Linked DNA regions of Gossypium hirsutum: all the other regions are linked to region 1. The links are chromatin contacts, called in public Hi-C maps. All regions are on one chromosome and are shown on one strand. Each heading gives the region's core, a stretch centred on a gene start, on an enhancer-like site or on the middle of the called end of the contact. The rest is flanking DNA. Distances are from core to core; before and after follow the strand shown. Region 1 holds the start of LOC107914900. Region 2 overlaps LOC107893210 (a long non-coding RNA gene). Region 3 has its middle 18 kb from the start of LOC107915190. Region 4 holds the start of LOC107914905 (transcription factor bHLH104).

Region 1 (5,563 bases), core at 1,658-4,157:
TAATTTTAATTAATTTGATTAATTCAATTTTACTTGATCAAAATTAATTTTCCCAAAAATCACTTAGTTTTTCCAAATTAATTTTTCAAGAATTAATTTAATTCCACATCGAATAAATTGACTCAATTAAATTATTTCCAAAATCATAAAACTTTCTTCTGATTCAAATGCAGTTCGATCAAGCTTTTGTTGAGTTAGTGGAGGGACCAATCAGACATATACAATTACGCTCTAATAATTGCAATTATGTCCAGAAGTATCATTCTGATAATTCGTAATTACTTAATCATGGAGTCAATCCATGAGAAGTACCATGATTGAAAACTCTTTATTGTATACTCATTATGAAAGTAATTCATCCAACTGTTTTGTCCAATGACCTCGTCATGTGTGTGTTACCCTCATATTATATTATTTATTCCTTTAAGTTAGATTCGTTCACTTAATACAATCCTATTTTATCTCACTGTCACCATTGTGTATTCTTAATTATTAACATGATCACTGTCAACAAATAACTATGATAAATTGCTCCTTCGAGAACAAACAACCAGCGGTCATGTTTCATATTTATCAATCCACACAGTGTTAATGAGAGGATATCATTACATTAACTCTTTAATTACGCTATGAATTCCACTGTTGCTAGTAAAGTCATTCCATACACAAGTTATGTACCCAACATACTGGCTATGGGCTCGATCATCTTTAGAGCATAAGCCTTTACTTATATCAAAGCACATGAGTTGCATATGCATGATTATTGACTAACTCACAAGTGAATTAATTCACAAACGAATTCAGAATTAATACATCTTGGGGCCAGTCCAGTTTATTATTCTACCAATGAATACATCTATGTCTCTACTCGTGGAGTCAACTGCTCCGATAGCTAAGACTAGTCATCTCCCTAATTGGAGTTGTAGACGACATAATAATCCTTCTCGGTATTTGAATCTTCACTTTGATTCTTTTAAGGATTATGCACTCATTTAGATTATCTACTGAAGTAAGTTGTCTTTCTCGCAATGTAAACGTTCTTACAATGCCACTTATCTTCTGTTTGAACTTAGACAATCAATGAGTTAATATTTGTTTGTCACAATTTCGCTATGCATGCAAAATATAAAACAAATAAATACAAAAGACATAATAGTGAAATGTGAAATTAACTTTATTTATTCATCGTTCAAATAAATAAAAAACAGTTACATGTTTACTACAATATGGACACATTTCCCAACATGTCTAGCGAAAATGACACATTACAATGGAAACAAACCCCATGGTTTCTTGAGAATGGGTTGTACCACATGGTAATTAATGAAAGTCCATTCATGTGTATAAATGAGAGACAATGCAGACCACATCTATGTTACACGCACCAAAGCCAAAACGATTCAAATTAAAAAAAATCCTAGCGAACATTTTGAACTTAGTCAACACATGGCAACGTTTAGAGGCAAGTTACTTTATAACCTCTCTCTGGACTAGATAAAAATTTTTATACCCCCAACCTCTCGAGCATAACCCATTGAGGATCAATGCAAACACCCCGTAGAATACCCTAAAGCGCCACTCTTCAGAAACTAGGCCCACTCATTAGAGTAAGTACCATACCTTGGGAAAATCCCTGACATACCACCTCTTAGAGCATCAAATGTGCGAACTCCTTTCCCAACACCTCGCTTGGAAATGATATAAGAGCTTTTTAAGAACTCCTCGATCTAGGCACACCTGTACATAAATCAGGTGAAGGCCTCACTGAACTTCCATTTATGACACTAGTCGCCAAACACTAATTCCGCCTTACATGATTGAGAGCTTGTCTCATCGCAACTCTAGCAGCCATAGGCCCAGGCCTACCATGGCAGACTAGTTGACATTATCTCCCCAATCACCAATAACATCGGGACATGTGGCACCTCAGGATCACAACCTGTTATATAAGCCAACAACGACTCCCAAATCTAGGGACCGAATTTCTCTCTCTCACTCTCTCTCCTTCCAACCTTACATCCTTCTCTAACATCCACAACGACTCTCTGCCTTGCCCTAAACTAGGTGAATTGTCGAAAACCGTCTTAACCCTCCCTTGTTGAATCCTATCCTCAACAGTTTTCTAATGAATATTCCTAACTTCTTCTTTTTTTTTTTTAAATAAGCCATGTTCTTATTTAATTAAATTTATTTGAGAAAGATATTATGTGCAACCTTAATAAATTTACAATAATATTAGTTTCAATTGTATTAATATTCAACAAAATTTCAAATAAATAATATTTAAATACGAATAATTAAATATAACTCTTATAAGAAAAGGTATTGAAGCATACTATACATATATTTACATAGAATATTATATTATTTATACACATTTTTCTTCAAAAACATTAATACAAGACACTCACATATTCATATATAATTTTATGATTGATTAACTTTTATCAAACTTGTTAAATTAAATGGTATGAAATTTACTCTTCATTAAACAGTTTTGGCCTCATTTAAAAGTTGAGCTTAATTTGAATATAAATTTAATAGAATGCAAATATTGATTAGAAAGCCGAGGTCTTAGAAAAAGGAAACCTTTTCTTTCTTTAACACATATTCCTCCAAATGACAACTTCAAATCTAAGATTAAAACATTAATTATAGATAAATCTCACCTAATTAGACCTTTTTTTAACACCGAGAATTTCCTTTCAGCTTTTCCCAAAACCACATTCACTCAATTCACATTCAAATTTCACAAAATGGACCCCAAAACAGGACCGGCGGCAAAATTGAAGGATTTTAAAACTTAAAAACACGTCTCAGGATGGCAACGATCGTAAATTACACCAAACCACAGGGATATTTCCGTACATAAACTAAAAAATAAGATTCAACTCGCTTCCTACTCTCGTCCACGTCACGTCACGCGCCTTCGGAGACTAAAACCAACGAATTTGATTGGTCAAACGGACGTGTTCCATTCCTAATTCCGCGAGTATAAAGACAGTCTCCTACTTGCGCTCCAACATCGTTTTTACACTGATCTCTCTCTCTCTCTCTCTCTCTCTCTCTCTCTCTCTCTCTCTCTCTCTTTATAAAAAAACCTCCGGCTATTGGGGTTTTTGGTTTCGTAGATTCGTTTCGCTTCATTTTTGTCTCGTTTTCAAACAGTAATTTCCTTTTTTTTTTCATTGTTATTTTTCTTGGAATTTTTTGAAGTGTTTAATCCAAAAAAATGGCGTTAGTTTCATTCGTCGGGAGGGTTCTTTTCGCTTCAATGTTCATCCTCTCTGCTTGGCAAGAGTAAGCCTTTCTTCAGATCTGCACTTTATCCTTTCTTTTTTGTTATTTTTTAAAATAATAGAACCTGTTTTGTTCTGTTGAAAAAAGAAGTAACAATATTAGGCATAGCCTGGATCTGAACGCGGATTTTGGAACTCGAGAGCTCTTATGAATGTCTAAAAGTTTATTTGAACTTTATTAATGATGATTTATCGCTCGTTCTCTCTCATTAAATAAAAGGATGATTAACTGTGGCGTTTTATTTAAACAGATCTTGTTTTTAATAATGTTGCTAGCTTTATTTGAAGATCCAGTGCAAATTAAGGTGGTGTTAAGAGTAAAATTTTAAATATGTATTGCTAATCTGGCTTGCTAGAATTGCTTAGATGTTTAATTCTTGGAGCTGCTATATATATATGATTTAAGTGTTTATGATATAATAAACCTTTTATTTAAGTTCTAGATCTCATGAATATCATAAATTTTGTAATGGTTGTTGTTGGTTGGCAGTTAGTATGTTGTATAAATGGTATCTGTTTAACTAATTATGCATGAAAATTATTCACAGTCGCATGTGGGGTTTTGAAGTGGAATTGCCAATCTTTTATAGAATGAAAATCCTTAGTTCTACTCATTTGCGTAGGGGCTTGCGGAGGCTATGGTGTAAATTTTTAGCATTGTCATTGTGCTGAAGGAAATATTTATCTATCTATCTATATGTATATATATATATATATATATTTTACATTAGCTAAAACATACGTATTAAAGAGCTGTAGAACTAGGTTTTTCTTTTTTTTCTTTTTAATCACAAGTGAGCTGTTTACTACATTGAGCTTATATTTATTGTATTTTGTAAATCAGGACTACCATAGGTTTTGTCATGCTTGTCTCTAATCCTATGTTATGTGCTCATGTGTATAGGTTCAATGAATTTGGTGTTGATGGAGGGCCTGCAGCTAAGGCACTCAAACCAAAATTCAATGTCTTCTCAAAGACTGTGACAGCTCATACAGGGGTGGAAGTGCCAGAATTTAATGTAAGAATATATGTTGCCACTGAGATAAAGCCTATTTTTCTCTGTTAATATATCAGGTTTTTCTAATGTCTCAACTCTTCGAGTTGTTATTTACAGATTAAGGTTCTAGTTGCTGCTGCTGTAGCCTTCAAGGGTGTTGGGGGTATCCTTTTTATCTTTGGAAGCACTATCGGTGCTTATCTTCTGGTTCGTTTTATGTTCTTATGTGTTGTTGTGCATTAGTAGTTTTGATTATGAACTAAGTCAACTTATAAATGTTGCAATATTCCTTTCTTGTAGGCTCTGCAACAGGTCATTATTACTCCTATATTGTACGACTTCTACAACTATGACACGGAAAAGAAAGAATTTGGCCTACTTTTTTCAAAGTTCTCACAGGTTAGTTGTTGATAGTATTCATTTTTCATTAAGGAATAAGTGTTGATTGGTGTTTCTGTTTCTTAACTAAATTTCCTGTACTTGTTAGAACTTGGCATTGCTGGGAGCATTACTCTTCTTCATCGGCATGAAGAACTCAATCCCCAGGAGACAACTCAAGAAAAAGGCTCCTAAAACCAAAACAGTTTGAAGGAGGAACATCTGGTAAACCAAGGGTCTATTGTTCAATCTCTACGTTTTCCTTGTATCAAGGCTTTGTTCTTCAATGTTAGGGGGGAAAAAGGGCATACTACTTTCATTTTGATACTGTTAACTACTAAGTAGATGTTGATTTAATTGAGTTTGAGAGAATTTTATCATTTTGATTTTAATTTTAATGTTTTATTTTAATTTAGTTTTGACCGTTTTCATGGAATGTTTAGTTATGAAATCATGGTGCTTGGTGGTGTTATGAGAATGGACATTTTGTTAGATAATAGGTGCCACATGGGGGCTTTTTTTGTGCTTTGGCCATTACTAACCCATCAACCAGACCAGAGTTTGGGTGCTAGCGATACAACCGAAGAAGAGAATCCGAGAGAAACGGAAGATAGGTTGAAAGAATTCAAAGAAAAAGAGGTAAGAGAAAAATGGATTTTTGATTTCATAAACTCTTCTTTTAGTGTGTGTAATTGTTTCAGAAACAACTTGGCAACAACCCCAGGTGTTCCCAAAATGACTCGTTTCAATTAAAAGACAAACACCTAAACACGGCGTTTTATAAAGTTTTTACCCTCCTCCCTAAACGACCTCGTGTGATTACAATTAAAACAATTAAGGAAATGCAGCTTTTTACAAGACCTTTAAACTAACAAAATAACAGAAAAA
Region 2 (5,563 bases), core at 838-3,337, 200 kb after region 1:
TCATGATTTAGAGGACAGTGTGATGGTAGAGGGTGATGGGAAAAAGAGACCTAGAAGGGAGGAAGACAGATCCAAAGCAGTTGATGAGTTGAAGACTCTAGTAAGCAAAAACAAGAATGTAGTGGGAAGTAGCCTTTTTATATCGGCGATTGCCAAAGGGCAAGTCGACCGATCGTAATAAAATCATATGTTGGAATGTCCGTGGATTGGGGAGTCCACGGGCTATAAGAAGACTTCGGTATATGTTGGAGTTGCATAATCCCCAAGTAGTCTTTTTTATGGAGACTAAACTATGTTCAATTCAGATGGAACGTGTGAGGAGTTATGGATTTTTTAATGGCATTGACGTCCAAGCCGTTGGTTCAAGCAGCGACCTTTATTTTGCTTGGAAGAATGATGTCAAAATCAACCATAGAATTTTTTCTAATAGTCATATTGACGTTGACGTTATTGAAGATAAGATAGGGGGTTAGTGGAGGTTAACTGGTTTCTATGGTTCGGTATATGCACACAACAGAGAGGATTCATGGAGGATGCTGAGAAATTTAGGGCGTCAAGAATCTCTATGGTTAGTATGTGGCGATTTCAATGAGATTATGTATGCTACCGAAAAAATGAGGGGTTGCCTAGAGATAAGAGAAGATGGAAGCTTTTAGAGGGGTCTTGAAGGATTTTCAATTGATGGATGTAGGTTTTCTAGAACATGGTTTACATGGGAGAGAGGGAATTTACCAGAAACAAATATTAGAGAAAGGCTTGATAGAGGAGTAGCAAATGATAAATGGTTTTCTATGTTTCCCTATGCGCTAGTACAACATCTCCCTCATTCATTTTCTGATCATTTTCCACTTCTTATTCATACAGTTGAGCCTATTTATAGGAGTAAAAGGTGTATATTTTGATTTGAGGCATGGTGGTTGTTAGAGGAATCTTTTATGTCTGAAGTGGAGAATATTTGGAGATCAATGTCGGGTGATTTGTTGAACAAATTGGAAACTCTAAAGAAAGGTTTGATAGAATGAGCTATACAGGTCAGACATCATAAGGAAGGCATTAAGAAAATTTTTGACAAATAAATTAAAAGACTTAAAATTTGGCGGAGCTCATTGATGCTAAAATATTGTTGAATTTTGATATGGAGAAAAATGAGATGTATTAGGAACAAAGAGCACGTGTAAATTGGTTAAAATTGGGTGATAGAAACACTAGTTTTTCCATAAGCATGCATCTCAACGTAAAAGTGGAAATTCCATTCAACGATTGCAAAATGAGGATGGAAGGGTTATGAATAGTGAGAGTGATATGAAGGACCTTGCTCAAAACTATTTTCAAAAGCTCTTTTCTTGGCGTAGAAGATTCAGCTCATATACTATCTAGCATTGAAAGATGTATTTCTAATTAAGACAATTTGATGTTAACGTCGACTTATTCAGAGGAGGAGGTATGGTCGACTTTAAAAGACATGGGGCCCGGTAAGCATCAGGGGAAGATGGTTTTCCAGCTTTGTTCTTTCAAAAAGTACTGGTCAGTAATTGGTAAAGACGTCATGACTTTCTGTCTGAATATTCTCAACAAAGGTATGGATTTTGATTCCCTAAACGTGACTAATATAGTACTAATTCCAAAAATCTCCCATCCCACAAATTTAAGGAATTTTAGACCTATTAGTTTATGCAATGTTCTATATAAAGTGATTACCAAGATGATTGTTAATCAATTTAAAATAGTTCTTCATGGGTGTAATGATAGCGCATAGAGTGCCTTTGTTTCAGGTAGGTTGATTTCGATAATGTGCTGTTAACATAAGAAATTTTGCATACTTACCAACAAAAACGAATAAGGAAGAAAGGTTTTATGGCAGTTAAACTTGATATGAGTAAGGCGTACGATAGAGTTGAATGGCAATTTCTCCGAGAGATAATAATCTGTATGGGTTTTAATATGGCATGGATAACAACTATTATCAAGTGTGTCTCTTCTGTTTTGTATTCTGCTGTCATTAATGGGAAAAGTGGGAGGCTTTTTATGCCCACTAAGGGTATCAGACAAGAGGACCCCTTAAGTCCGTTACTTTTCTTTATTTGTAGTGAGGGGCTATCTGCCCTTATGAGGTTGGTTGTGAGAGATGGATTGATAAAAGGAGATAAGGCAAGCAGAAGTGGACCACAAATTTCCCAGTTTTTTTTCAAATGCTCAAGAGGCTCATACGTTAAAGTCAGTATTAAGGGAATATGAGAGGTGCTCTGGCCAATACGTCAATTATGAGGAATCAACAATCTTTTATAGCACAAACACCTCTGAGGATAATAGACTTATTGTTTCTAATATTCTAAGGGTAAGATGTTCAAATAATCCTAAAAGATATCTTAGATTACCTAATATGGTGCGCAAAAGCAAAAAGATTTCCTTCTAGAATATTAAGGATAATTTCAAAAAAAGAATTGAAGGCTGGAGTGTGCGTTACTTATCTCAAGGTGGAAAGGAGGTTTTTATTAATGTTGTTTTACAAGTTATTCCCACTTATGCAATTACTTGTTTTCTGCTCCCAAAAATGTTGTGTTATGAATTGGAGAACATTGTGGCTAGATTTTGGTGGCAAAAGGGATATGGTAAAAGAGGTATTCATTGGTGCGGGTGGGAGTAGTTATGCGAGCTCAAAGAAAACTGTGGAATGGGTTTTCATAGTTTTGCAAAATTTAATGTTGCCCTTTAGCGAAACAGGGATGGCGTTTAATTAATTACTCAAATTCTCTATTAACGCGTATTTTGAAAGGTAAGTATTATTCATCCACAGACTTTTTAAACACAAGGTTAGGGAGTCTACCTTCTTATACCTAAAAAAGCATATAGGCTGCGAGGGATCTTCTTCAAAAGGGATTGAGCTGGAAGATTGGGTCAGACCAAAAAGTATCCATCAGGGAAGACATATGGTTACCAAGATCTATTGGGGGCCGATTAAATGTTAGTTTTAATAATGATGAGGTACAGCTTGTTTCAAATTTGATTTATGCGAATACTAGAGAATGGAAAACTGACCTCATTCTTACTATCTTACCGGTGGACCTTGCGAATAAAATTTTACAAATTCCTTTGGCAAGAGAAGCTCATGAGGATGTTCAGGTTTGGAGTGGTGAATCTTCGGGAGAGTTCACTGTTCGAAGTGCCTATAAACTATTACAGGGAGGTCCTACTGTTAATAATTTACAAAACAATCTAAGGGCACGTTTGGTTCGCTGTAATGGAATAGAGCTGTAATAGAATAGAGGCGTAATAGTAATTCAATTGTTTAGTTGAATGGAATAGAATAAAACTGTAATAGTATTCCTGTATTTGGTTGAATAGAATGATGTTGTAATAGCATAAGGGAAAAAAAAACTAAAATGACTGGAATACCCTTAGCAGAATTTTTTTTAGGTAGATTATTATTATTATTATTAAATTTTAATAAGATTATTAATATAAATAATAAATAATTTATTCATATTTTAACATAATTATTATTAAATATAATTTAATAAAAATATATAATTTAATAAAATTCTTAATATTAAATATTCTTACATGAATTTACTAAAATCATAATATATAATACTATAAAATATAATTTAAAATAATTATTATTAAATATAATTTAATAAAAATATATAATTTAATAAAATTCTTAATATTAAATATTCTTATATGAATTTACTAAAATCATAATATATATAATACTATAAAATATAATTTAAAAATAATTATTATTAAATATAATTTAATAAAAATATATAATTTAATAAAATTCTTAATATAATTATTCTTATATGAATTTACTAAAATCATAATATATAATACTATAAAATATAATTTAAAATAATTATTATTAAATATAATTTAATAAAAATATATAATTTAATAAAATTCTTAATATTTGATAGAACTTTTATATTATACTTATAAAATCTACTCTATTTATAATGGTAGAACTTTCAAAAGCGAAAAAAGAAAAAAGGATTTGAAGCTAAATGTTATTTCGCGACTTCAACTTCCATTTCTAGAAGACTAATTATAAGCTTAAGATATGGTATTAGCTATCTCAAGCATATATACAAATTCCTCCCACATTATTTGAAAATACATGATACAAAACGAATTAATTATTTGACTATTCAAGGGACTGTTTTTGTTTAACCATAAAATACATCAATATATATATTTATGTAATGAGAGTTTTTCATTTACATCCGAGTAAAATTATTTTAATTTTATATTTCAACTAACTTGACATTTTATCTCCTATATTCCTTTTGGAATATTAATTTTATACCAATCTTATACCATCCTTCTATATCATTTTGATTAAATTTAAGCTTAAATCTTATAAAAATAACATGTTTTAATAATAAAATAAAACAAACTTATTTTATTAAATTCCATAAGTTCAACTTAATAAATTGTGCTTCTTTTAAAACGAAAAAGGAAAGCAGGTTATGATATAATTTAGTAAATTAAAATTAGTCAATATCCAAACTTTACATGAATTAAAGCATTTAAAACATGCATTATTTAATAAATTGAAAAACAAATCTATTACATCAATCCATAACAATTAAATTAAAACTTGAATAATAAATGAAAAATAATAATTAAAACAAAAAAAACAATAATTCTCGATTAAAACAGTTTACTAGTGTTTGAGAAATTCAATTATCCTTAAAAAACAACACATTAATCATCAAGAAACAATACGACTTCCATGCTTATCAAACTAGCTCAAGGAAGTCAATTCGGAAACTAAGACCTCTTGATTCTCGAATCTTAAACAATACAATTTAATTATTTGTGTCCTATACTTTAAGCAAATATTCTCTCCATTGAAGGTGTAGGTGTAGTAGATCACTTCATGCAAGACAACAAATCAAAAAGCAATTATATAAAGTACAAAATAGAAATCTCTAAGCTTCAAATCTGGAACTTTTTCATGCGGTGGGTTGGGATCAAGTACGCACAAAACCAAACCACAAACTTGACAATGCATCTCGTAATTTCTGTTATGACTCTTAAATGATAATAAGTAATGGATCTCGAAATTCCTGCTATGCTTCTTCTATACTCCTGATTAGGCTATCCGCATCCAAAAAACTGCTGATCGAACTTAAACCATATCAAATTGACTACAACATATTTAGTGTTCAAATCTGATTTCTGATGTCTTCTGTGCAAACAATCTCAAAGTTACGATATGAATTATGTGGTCCTAATCCAAATTCTGAACTAAAACAACTCAACGAATAATCATGAGGCTCACTAATTAAAAGGTAAATCATACATGAAGATTTGACCATTAATCGCATACAAATTTGACCACTAGTCTCTACTACATAACGAATAATGCGCGAAAAACAACACAACTTTGATTCTCCATGAAAATTAAGCCCCATAAGCAGCCATGTTAGCTGAATATCATATTTTGTTATCCTAGAAGCAAATCCTTAACACCAAAGTTACACGACACAGATAATCACTTAGCATTAAACCTTAATTTGGGTCATAAAAACCTTGTAAACTACTTCACCATAAAACA
Region 3 (5,563 bases), core at 1,501-4,000, 200 kb before region 1:
ACACAAAAATCATGCAAATTTAAGATGTTATCACAATTGTAATTAAAAAAAAATGAGTATAAAAATATATAAAATTATTTTTTAAACTTTTATATTGTTAAATATTTGAAAATTTAAAATGATTATAAATAATTTAATGAAAATTAAGACATTTTTAAAATAGAATTTATTTTAAATTATTATTTTGTATTATTATTTTTTAAAATATAAAAAATATATAAATTTATTAGAAATAGAAGTTGATAATGAATCTTTGATTGTCCCAATTAAAAAATATATCTTAAAATTCAAAAAAAAATCTAAAAATCTTAAAAAAAATTTAAATTACCTCGAAGTTATTTTCCAAAATAATTTTATATCATTACTTTTTGAAATTATAAAAAATATAAAATTAATAAAATTCTTAATTTTTGTTTTTTCAGACAAATTTAAACAACTAGTTGTCAAAGTTTATTATGATGAAAAATTAAAAAAATACTAAAAATCCTAATTTTTATTTTTTTTAATTGTCAAAAAAAATATTTTTATTATTTTTAGAACACATGTCAAAATTCTAATAATTATTTATCTAAAATCTAATGATGTTAGTCAGGTATTAATAAAAAGTACCAAATTAATTAGTGATTTTTAAATTTAGATACCAATTAAGTTTAAAAAAAGTTTAGATAAAGAGTAAGAGTAGCCAAATTTAATGGTCACTATATATATTAACCTTTAAAAAAAGCCCATCCAATATATATATATATATATAATACTGAAAGTTTATGTTTTGGTAAATTACATCTAATGTGTTACTAAACTATTAAAAAGTTTATATTTTGGTTACTTATTTTTAAAATAATTATTAATCTATTTAAATAGTTCAATGTTTTATATAAAAGTTTTCAATTAATGATTATTTTATAATTATTTGAATTAAATTACTAAAATTTAAATTTATTAATAATTTAATCATCTCGACAAATATAATATGCTTTGGACCATTTTTTCCTTTAGGGCTCAACGTGTAAAGGGTTTCGGAGTCCCTAATTTATTTGGTTTTTCTTGAAATGGGTTTTTCGAGCTTTCATGATAGAAAAGGTTTTCAATGAGAAGACTTTAAAATGGAATTCCCTTTAAAATTAAGGGTTTCGAAATATTTTCTTTTAAAAAATAGTTTATTTAAATCTATGTAATCATGAAGGGATCCAGGTAAACATTGACTTGGGTTATATATATTTTTAAAAAAATGGCATGTTGGGTTTGTTTTGTAGAAATTGTTTTTATATATATATATATATATTCCTGTTTTAATTAAGGGGAAATAATTCTTTTTAAATGACATTTTCTAAAGTCTGTCACTTTTTGGAAAATATTATTTTATTTGTAACTTGTTTTTATATAATAATAATAATAATTTAAATAAAGTTAAAATATTATTATATTAATAATAGATTCTACTTTTAATTTTTAAAATATTTAAATTTTAATCTCAAATGTTATAATTTTCAATATTATTAAACATGCATATTTATATTAACTATATAACAAACTATTAATATAATTTATTATTTTAATAAAATAATTTAACATTACAATTTCATTTTAATAATAAATTTTAAAATTAGTAATAAATTAAAAATTGAAGTAATAATCTTAATATTATTTTATTGAATAAATTTACATTCATATTTTAATAATATAAATATCAATATTTACTTAAATACTGATTATTTTCATTTATCTCTACTAGCTATAATATACCACGGGGCCCATATATAATATATAACTTTAAATTAAATTTTAATTAAATATTATCTATTAATAAGTCTATATAAAATATTATTTATTGTAAAAATATTATCTTATTATAAAATAATTTTAACTGTAAAAATAAAATATTTTTAAAATATTTTGTAACAAATATAATTTATATTGTGTTTGTTTTACTGAAAACAAATTTTAAAAATAATTTTAAAAAGATTATAAAAAAAATATTTTATGAAAAATCATCCCCACATAAAAAGTCAACATTCTTAGAAAATTAATTAGTTTTCTAGAATCCATTTGCAAAAAGTTATTTTCAATCCTAAATATCAAATTTCAACAAATTACAGATACTAAATATATATTTTATAATATATTTGGTGAATGTGAACGAGACTGAAGACATGATGTTACCAAAAACGCGATTTTCAACTGTTGAGAGACTAAATTTATTGATTTACTTTTTCAACAATAGCTTTATATTTAAAGACTAAAGTTCTTTGTTTTTCTTTTTGGGAATAAGACTAAAGCTATTATAGCAGTCCAGGGTGGAATTATTATTTGACAATTTAAACAGGTTTAGTGGCTTTAATTAAATTAATGCTCTAACCAAGTATATTTGAGGAAAAATAATATACTGGCTGCTCCCAAAATAATAAAGGTCAAGCAAGATAATCAGAAACTGCTAGTTTCTATGCAACAATACCAAGACTTTAATTTTTTTTTTCACGAAATCAGCATTCTTCCACGTGTTATTTCTTGGTAACTATTCTCAATCATGTCCAATTTATTATTATTATTATTATTATTATTATTAAAGTCGCATTTTTTAAAAGGTTAAATTGATTTTTTTAAATTTTAATTAGAATTTTTTTTACCCTTATGCCAACATAAAAAGCCCATAAAAACCTGAAAAAGATAAAAATAAGGGCCTAGAGCCCAAACCCTAACAAAACTACAAAAGGAAAACCCTAACTACAAGCTAGAAGCCAACGTGGCCGGAGGGACAAGCGTCGACTGACGAGAGATCATGGAGGCCACAAGTTGGAGGCGAGGTGCATGTACCCATCACTTCATGTCAGCATGAACGTCTCCGAAGAGACCATGTCAAGACCGATGCCCAAAACCAATCCCGATGGCTGACAAGGGAGCAAATCGACGTAATGACGGAATCTTAGAAATTATGAAAGCTACATTTTTTTTATGATCATAGGTTTTATGTTTCGGGAAAATAAAATAAAAATGTTTAAAAGAGAGAATTTGTTACTAATTTTGGTTGTTTATCCACAATATTTCTCATCTGGATTTTATGATTAAATCTTGGTGGTTGAAAGCTTAAGACCAAAAAGTTATTGGTCGAGTCGACAAAAGCAAATGCTAGTTAATAAAAAATAAATCACAATTTAATTTTTTAATAAATAATAATTCACGATTTAATTGTTAAAAGAAGAAGGAACGATAATTTTATTTGGCAAGAAGAAAAGAAGAGTTTTAGTCATAATTGAACCCTGCAGTTATTTAGTGCTAGTTTAGCAATACTTTTGAAAAGTACTGTAGAAAAGTGTTGTGAAAAAGTATTTTTGATAAGTATTTTTGATAAGTGCTTTTAAAAAGTTTGGTTTAAAATTTAAGTGTTTAGCATTGCTGTCAAAAAGTACTTTTGGGAAAGAAAATGTCCATTTTAGATATGTTATTATCAAATAATAAATATGCATTTAAATCATATTTAAATTAGTTAATATTATTATATTTTAGTAAGAATATAAAAAATTTATTATAACTTGTTGTTAATATTTTAATATATGAAATATAAATTTTAAATATTTTTAAGCAATAAATATTAATTATTTATAAAATTTAATTAGAATATATAAACTATATTTTACATATTTAAATATAACCATTAAATATTTGTAATTAGTATTTTAAAAAATATTTTTTTTATTTTTAATTAATGATTTTAATACATTTGTAATTAAGCACCAAGAAAAAAACAGGAAAGTACTATGTTATTGGAGGGATGAAAAAATAATTAAGCACCAAAAGTGCTTTTGGGAGAGGAAAAGCTAAAATTTTTAGCTTCTCCTTTTCAGAAGTGCTTTTGAAAAGCACTTTTGAAAAGTTAAAAATTTCAGCCAAAAGCAGCTTGTTCTGCACAGCTTTTCTTCCAAAAGTGCTTTTGGAGTCAGAAGTTCTTTTTTTAAGCAATAAAGAACTGACCCTTAGATAATAGAAAACGATGATGGTGAATACAATGTATTTTGGAAAATAGTTAATTCATAAAGTATAGAAAGATATTTGAATGAGTAGTGCCATTATTAATAAAGCAAGAATGATGAGCCAATATTATAAAATAAAATAAAAAGAGGGTTATGTGTTGTTAAAGAATAAGTCAACAGTTAACTGATAGGTTGTTAAGCTGTTAGTAGTTAAAGTAGTTATTTCTGTTAACAGGTTGTTTGAAGCAGTTCAGCAAGAAGTATTGTATAAATACAGTGCATTCAATCTCTAGGATGTATTGTAATCTTTCTTTAAGAATGAAATTCATCTTTTTAGTTTATCTTTTTGTTGCGTTTCTCTACATGGTTTCGAGCTAAGGTTTTTTTTTTTCCTTTATTCCTGCATTGTATTCGAGTGTTATGGCACCATAAGTGATTGCAAACAGTCACCATAATTCCTTTAATGGTGTTGGAGAGCAAGTCAACTTTCTTTGTTCAAATCCAAGTTCAGTAACTTTTGTTGTTGGGAAGAAGGTTCAATAGTTTCCTAAACACGATACTGTTAAACTGTGTAAAAGCAATTTTCTTCTATGGAAGAACCAAATCATGTTGATTCTTGAAGGATATGGTGTGCAAGATTTTGTTTTAGGAACTGTTAATGTTCTTGCTCAGTTGGTTTTTGATAAATATGGGCAGTTAGTTAAGAACTCTGATTACGTGTTGCATGTTCAACAAGACAAGTTGCTGGCTTCTTGGCTATTATCGACTGTGTCTGATGAAATCTTTATTTATCTTACTAGTGCTCGTACTAGTTTTGATGTGTGGACTACAACTGAAAGAAAGTTTGCCACCAAGTCTACTGTCAAGATATCGAGTCTACAACATGCGCTATATCCTCAAAAGAAGGGTCACTTGTCCATCAAAGATTATTTGGCAAAGATTAAGTCAATGAGTGATACATTAGTTGCTGCAGGAAGCATAATATCAGAACAAGAACAGGTTACCATCATTCTTGCAAGGTTATCAGTTGAATCTGAATCGGTATGAGTGGTAGCTTCAACCACTTATCTTTCTCTTGATCTGTTAACTGAAATGCTGCTAGATTGTGAAGCAAGACAAGTTGAGTTCTTGGCTAATATTCCTGTCCAAGCTAATTTAGCTAGTAAACAATCCTGTGAAGATGCAACTTATCAAAGAATTCTGATTATCAAGGTCATAAGCAATAATATCGTGGTGGTGGTTTTCAATGACAAAGAGGCTTCCATCGTGGTAGGAGTCATAGGGGTCGATTTTCTCACACTCGCCCCCAATGTCAACTATGTGGTAAAGTTGGCCATGTTGTCCAGAAATGTTATTATAGATTTGATGAAAGTTTTGCAGGTGTTTCTGATAAAGGTTAATCCATGTCAGTGAATCATCATGAGCTTTTTGATTCATGACAGGTAGAAAAATTTGCATCAAATTGTGCAATGCATCAATCTTTCAATCGAACTCCCGTTTCTCAAGACCGTAGTGGTAAACCTCGGTGTCATTTTTTAGTAACTTCCACAAATGATGCTGGTCAAATTTGGTACCCAGATTTAGGTGCCACAAATCAC
Region 4 (5,563 bases), core at 2,296-4,795, 180 kb before region 1:
AGGATTATAGTTTTTGCTGGAAGGTATGTTATATTGGCCGTTGATTTGCTCATTTACTTCAAATCAAAAATAACTTTTTTCTTTTCTTTTTCCGTATGCTTTGTGCTCAGTCCTATTAAGCATGAAAAAAGGGCATTGGAGATGATTGGGAAGAAGCTGAAAAAGAATAGCGTAGCTCTTGATATTGTCGATTTTGGTGAGGACGAAGATGGAAAGCATGAAAAAATGACAACCCTGCGATCAACTGTAAGATTAAGATGCAACCATCAAGTACTTTTGAAAGATTAAGATGCAATTTACTGGAGAAATTCAATGCATTTACTTTTATTGATCTGTTTATGCTTTTTTGTTGTTGAAAAACCAATGATGATGAGTAATGGATGTTTGGTTCTGGAACATCTTGTTTGAAGAAATTGTAATGACAGTTGAAGAGGATGTGAGAGGAGACATTGATGTGATGATTTTACAATTATATATTTGTCATTAAACCATATTTGACTATGATATTAAGTTTTGGTGCTAAATCGCCGTTGGTACAACAATCTAATAGACGTCTACTTCAAATTAGACTATGTTCCTGGTTTGGATTGTGTGTCACTTTTAGAAGGAAATCTGATTAAAAGCATAGAACATATGTGCAGACCATGAGAGAAAATTGCAAAATCTTACTGTTGTATACTCCCTTGGCCTCAAAGCAGATGGTTGAAGATTATTACATTATAGGATCCCACATCAGCTGGAATTTGATTAACTGAAAGTGCTTAATTTTTCAGTGAGCTAGTTTTTCTTTTTTTTTTGTGAATGTGGCTTTATATTTAATCGTTTGGTTATCTGCTAGTTGTCGCATAGTGCTTCAAATCTGATAGGATCGAAATAGGAAAAAGTAGCTAAGAGTTGGCAAACTAGAAAAACAAAATGAAACCCATACACTGGATTCGTTGCAAAGCATGAAAATATGGCAGCACCAGTCGCAACAGCAACAATAAGGGAATCTAGTTACAAAGCGAAGGCCTCATACACTGGATTCGTTGTTTGCCAATATGAAAAAAGAGCAAATGAATGGTCTGCACAATGTAACGGCAGCAGTAGACAAAGAATGCCATGGAGAAGAGGGAGGCCGATTTGGCAACTGATGGGGTTGTGAGACATAGTATTCCCTCTGTGTATGATAATCATCGTTGTGTTGATGATATTTTGTTAACTTTTTATGTTTGTAATATTTGGATGGTATAATGATATGATAGAATGTCATTACAATGTTATAACTTTTTGATGTTGTAAAATTTTATAACATATGGATTATGACATATAAACTAATGAAATCATGTAACTTTTTGTTAATATATGAATATTATGTTTGGATGTGAAATATAATTCTCAAGTTATTTATTACTTCTAATATTTTTGTTTTTTATTGTAGAATAATTAAATTATTTGTTTCACTAATGATATTTTAGCATATTAAATATGTATTGCAATTTAAAAATAATAAAGTAGATTATATATTATTTTTATAGTATTATATATTATGATTTTTTAATTCATATAATAATTTTTTAAGAATTTTATTAAATTATATATTATTTTATTAAATTATATTTAATAATAATTATGTTAAAATATGGTTACATTATTTATTATTTTTATTAAATTATTTTTAATAATAATCTTATTAAAATTTAATAACAATAACCATAATCATCTACCTAAAAAAATTCTGCTAAGGGTATTCTAATCATTTTAGTTTTTTTCCTTATGCTATTACAACATCATTCCATTCAACCAAACACAAGAATACTATTACAGTTCTATTCCATTACATTCAACCAAACAATTGAATTACTGATTACAGCTTTATTCCATTACAGTTCTATTTAATTATAGCTTTATCCTATTACAGTGAACCAAATGTACCCTAACAGTTTTAAAAATAAAAATACAGGTTAGCTGAACCAATTGCAACGATATCAAAAATATAAAAATCATAAAAAAAAATGGGTTAGAAATGGCTTAAATGCAAGAAACACAAGCTTCAACGGAAAGCATGGTTGTTTTCCCCCCTTTTACAAAGCTCAAACGGTGAAAATAAAGAAATGGGGTTGAAGATGACCTTTTATTTTAATATTATTTACCTAGTTTTTAACTTAAAAAATTAACATTTATTTGTTTAGGAATTAAGCACTAACAGTATAAACCTTAGCACTACGATATATTTATTTAAAAAAATTAACATTTACTATTTAAGTCACTTAAATAATAAAAATTAATAATGATTAATTTTTATAGTTTTTATGATTTAGTCATTTTTCTTTAATTAACTATCAAATCATTAAAATTACCAAACCAAGCTTCAATCCACTAATACAATAACTCCGTAACATATTTAATAAAAATATTTACGACCTTAGCTTGTGAAAACGAGGTCCTAATACCTCATTTTTCAAAATCACTAACTTTCGGTACATACCACTTATACTTTAACTAACTGAACAATTAATAAAATCTATTAAATCACAATTCACTATTATAATATATTTAAATCATAAATATTAATTAAATATATCTATAGACTCACTCGTCGTAATTGTGGTCCCAAAATCATTATTTTCGACACTACTGAAAAACGGTCTATTACATTAAGGATACTACTTTGGTGGAGGTGGAGAAAAAGAATAAGTTCATTATACTGGAAAGCCCTTTTGTTTTTTCCTATGATTATGATCTCAAACTTATGTATGGGGTTTATAAAGCATCCTCTTCCAGTATCATGAAACTTGAACCCAGAACCACATAATCACTGTCAACTGGGGGCGGAGTTATACTTCAACCTGTGATCGTATAACCACCATCAACTAGGAGCCCTAATTATATTTCAACATGTGAGTATATAACCACCGTGAACTGGGAGTTTGAGTTGCAATGCGATGAGATTCTAAGGTAATGGTTCCATCCCCACATGATAGATCAAATATATGGGTCTCCGAGCACATCGCATTACCGAGAACTCAAAGATACTTTAAAATTATCAAAATGTCTACCTTAAACACAAACAAAAATAAATCTTTCTCCTAAAATCATTCTCTACAAACACAGACACCCAATACAAAAAAAAATAGAAAACACAACTTTTAGGAAATGTTTTCTACTAAGGTGTTAGCTAGGGGGCTGAAAGCGCACCCTAATTCCTACCGGACGTGTTTTTTAGTTTCTCTCTCTAAAATTGACTTATTCCTTTAAATATTAAAAAAATCGACCTAAAACTCTAATTATTTTTTAAAGACGATATTTTTATCAAAATTACCCATTATTTTCCACTTTATATAAAAAATGGTACCAAATGCTTAAACAACTTCATTTTTATTTATTTCATAATTAAGTTAGTATATAATATAAATAAACTTAGATTGAAAAGTTATAATATAATGTATAAAAAAACAAACTATGAAATCCCAAAACTATATGAACCGCCGAAATTGAAGTGGAGGGAATAAGTGATAGCCACTTTAGAATATCAATAACGAAGCGGCGGCGCGCAGCCCGGTCATTTCACTAACTCACCCTTCTCCACGTGTTTTTATGTCATTGGATATATGTTTCCATATTCAACCAAAAAAACAAAAAGAAGATTTTCAATTCCCAAAATTTCCTACAAATATATTTTTACCTTATTATATCACGACGAATTTCCCAGAAAAAAAAAGAATTTAAAGATTTAAGAGTCGTAGTGGTGCAAAATGGATTTAATAGAAGTTTGGGATTTTCTGGATTATAGTTTCATCGATGAAAATACATCTCCAGATATACTTTTGCCCAATTACAGGTTTTTTTCCCTAAAGAATTTCGATTTAATCTAGGTTTTGTTTTTCTCAGTAACTTGTTATAATTCAGTATTTTTTCCCCTTGAGATTTGAATTTGGATTACAATTATTGTTCCAGTAGCGGTAGGGAAATTGTTGTTCATGAAGAAAAGGAATTCGTCGATAGAGATTGCTCGCGCAAGAGGTATTGTCTCAATCCATATTTCAATGTTTCTCTAATTTCTTAGCGGTTTATGGGTATTTAATTGTCGAATATAATATAAAGTAGGTTTTTTGTTCGGACCCATGACGCTTAGTTCTTAGAACAAAAAACAAAAAACAAACTTTTTTTTTTTGCTTCATGTTTACTTGTTATTGAATTTGACATCAATTGCAATAAAAAATTCGTGTTGTTTTTTTTTGAAGTTTTCATATTAGTTTTGTATGATTTATTCTTAAAATCTTAATTTGAAAGACTGATATTAGAAATTGATGGCATTTATAGGGGACGCAGTGGATCATGCAGCAGGCCAGGGACTAAAGCTTGCCGTGAGAAATTAAGACGGGAGAAATTGAATGAAAGGTATGTATTTTTTTTTGGGTAAAAGTACCATAAAGGCCCCTATACTAAAAAAATGAGCAAATTAGTCTCTGTACATTAGATCAAATAGTAAATTAGTCCTTAATATTAAAAAATCTATTTATTTGTATTGTAAAAACTATTTTTCCTTAATGGAATAACCAGACAGTGACATGCCATGTTTACGTCATGCTAACATAAAGAGATCAATTTTTAACTATAGAAATGGATGAAATTTTTAATAGGACGGGTTTGCTCTCTAATCTAACGTATAATGACTAGTTTGCTTATTTTTTGAGTAGAGGGGGCAAAATGCAATCTGATTCCTACTACAGGGGCTTTTATGGTACTTTCACCATCTTCTTCCATTAGTTTCTTCATGAAATTGTTCCAACCTTTTATACTTTCTTTCTAATTTTTGAAGCAAAGATATTGTTTTTGGTTAATATTGCATTTTTTTTCTGTTCTTTTCTGGTATTCATATTGGTTAACATTTTATCAAAGGTACACTTTTTACAGCACATTAATCAGGCTGTGAATGTCAAAGAATCAGATTTTGTTATTCTCTTGTAGGTTTCTGGATCTAAGCTCTACTTTGGAACCTGGGAGACCTGCCAGGACTGACAAATCCGCAATACTGGATGATGCAATCAGAGTTCTGACCCAACTAAGAACTGACGCTCAGGAGCTCAAAGAAACAAATGAAAAGCTATTGGAGGAAATAAAAAGTTTAAAGGTTAGTTTTCCTTCTCTTTAGGTAAAACTAGATATTCACATCATCTTTGTTCTATAATTTGCTCAAATCTTCAGTAAACTGCTAGTCTTTTAACTCTTTGATTTGTTAAGCAGCATTCTTTGGCCTCTGAACCATGTAAGGTGTATGTTGCTGACTTTAATTTTGGTTTATCAGTATCGTTTGAATCAGTTTACCGTGTTGAGATGCATAGACGAAAATTGATAAGTTAATTGTTGTGCTCATTTGTGATACAATTTGGTGTAGCTGACATCCTGTTCAGTGCCATGTCTTGATCAATGCAAATTTTAATCATTTGCATTTGTATGCAACTAATAAATGGAAATATCGTAGACTTGTCTAGCTTAAAACAAGTTGGTCTTTAACTGAATTAGCGACAAAAAGAAATCTTTGAAAAGTTGAGCTTGGAAAGCAGGCATACTAAAGTTCCAG

What was found. A called contact is a pair of places that touch in the nucleus more often than the background predicts.
Region 2: a contact with region 1 is called in a Hi-C map of leaf, with 1.7 times the contacts expected there. The contact joins the enhancer-like site here to the promoter of LOC107914900 in region 1. A contact is called at or near these places in 13 of 34 Hi-C or Micro-C datasets (callus, hypocotyl, leaf and 1 more).
Region 3: a Hi-C map of leaf shows a contact between it and region 1, with 2.4 times the contacts expected there. The contact joins the enhancer-like site here to the promoter of LOC107914900 in region 1. A contact is called at or near these places in 2 of 34 Hi-C or Micro-C datasets (leaf and seedling).
Region 4: a Hi-C map of leaf shows a contact between it and region 1, with 2.6 times the contacts expected there. The contact joins the promoter of LOC107914905 here to the promoter of LOC107914900 in region 1. A contact is called at or near these places in 16 of 34 Hi-C or Micro-C datasets (anther, hypocotyl, leaf and 2 more).

Annotation. Positions count from the first base shown.
Region 1 is chrD10:42,065,191-42,070,753 of Gossypium_hirsutum_v2.1, reverse strand. LOC107914900 reads left to right here and starts at 2,907. Exons shown (of 5, transcript XM_016843951.2): 1 at 2,907-3,300; 2 at 4,204-4,318; 3 at 4,415-4,504; 4 at 4,598-4,696; 5 at 4,785-5,090. The coding sequence starts at 3,233. The coding sequence ends at 4,886.
Region 2 is chrD10:41,862,250-41,867,812 of Gossypium_hirsutum_v2.1, reverse strand. LOC107893210 (a long non-coding RNA gene) reads right to left here. Exons shown (of 6, transcript XR_005919349.1): 6 at 4,626-5,563. Among protein-coding and RNA genes, the nearest start is that of LOC107893210, 5.2 kb to the right of the region's middle. Within about 2 kb of position 2,087, at least 6 of the 9 cell types and tissues checked have an H3K27ac peak or open chromatin away from gene starts, as enhancers often do. A contact at or near this core is called in leaf, where this site is marked.
Region 3 is chrD10:42,261,753-42,267,315 of Gossypium_hirsutum_v2.1, reverse strand. No RefSeq gene overlaps it. Among protein-coding and RNA genes, the nearest start is that of LOC107915190, 18 kb to the left of the region's middle. Within about 2 kb of position 2,750, at least 3 of the 9 cell types and tissues checked have an H3K27ac peak or open chromatin away from gene starts, as enhancers often do. A contact at or near this core is called in leaf, where this site is marked.
Region 4 is chrD10:42,241,961-42,247,523 of Gossypium_hirsutum_v2.1, reverse strand. It overlaps LOC107914905 (transcription factor bHLH104), which reads left to right and starts at 3,545. Exons shown (of 5, transcript XM_016843953.2): 1 at 3,545-3,820; 2 at 3,937-4,002; 3 at 4,303-4,380; 4 at 4,951-5,113. The coding sequence starts at 3,735.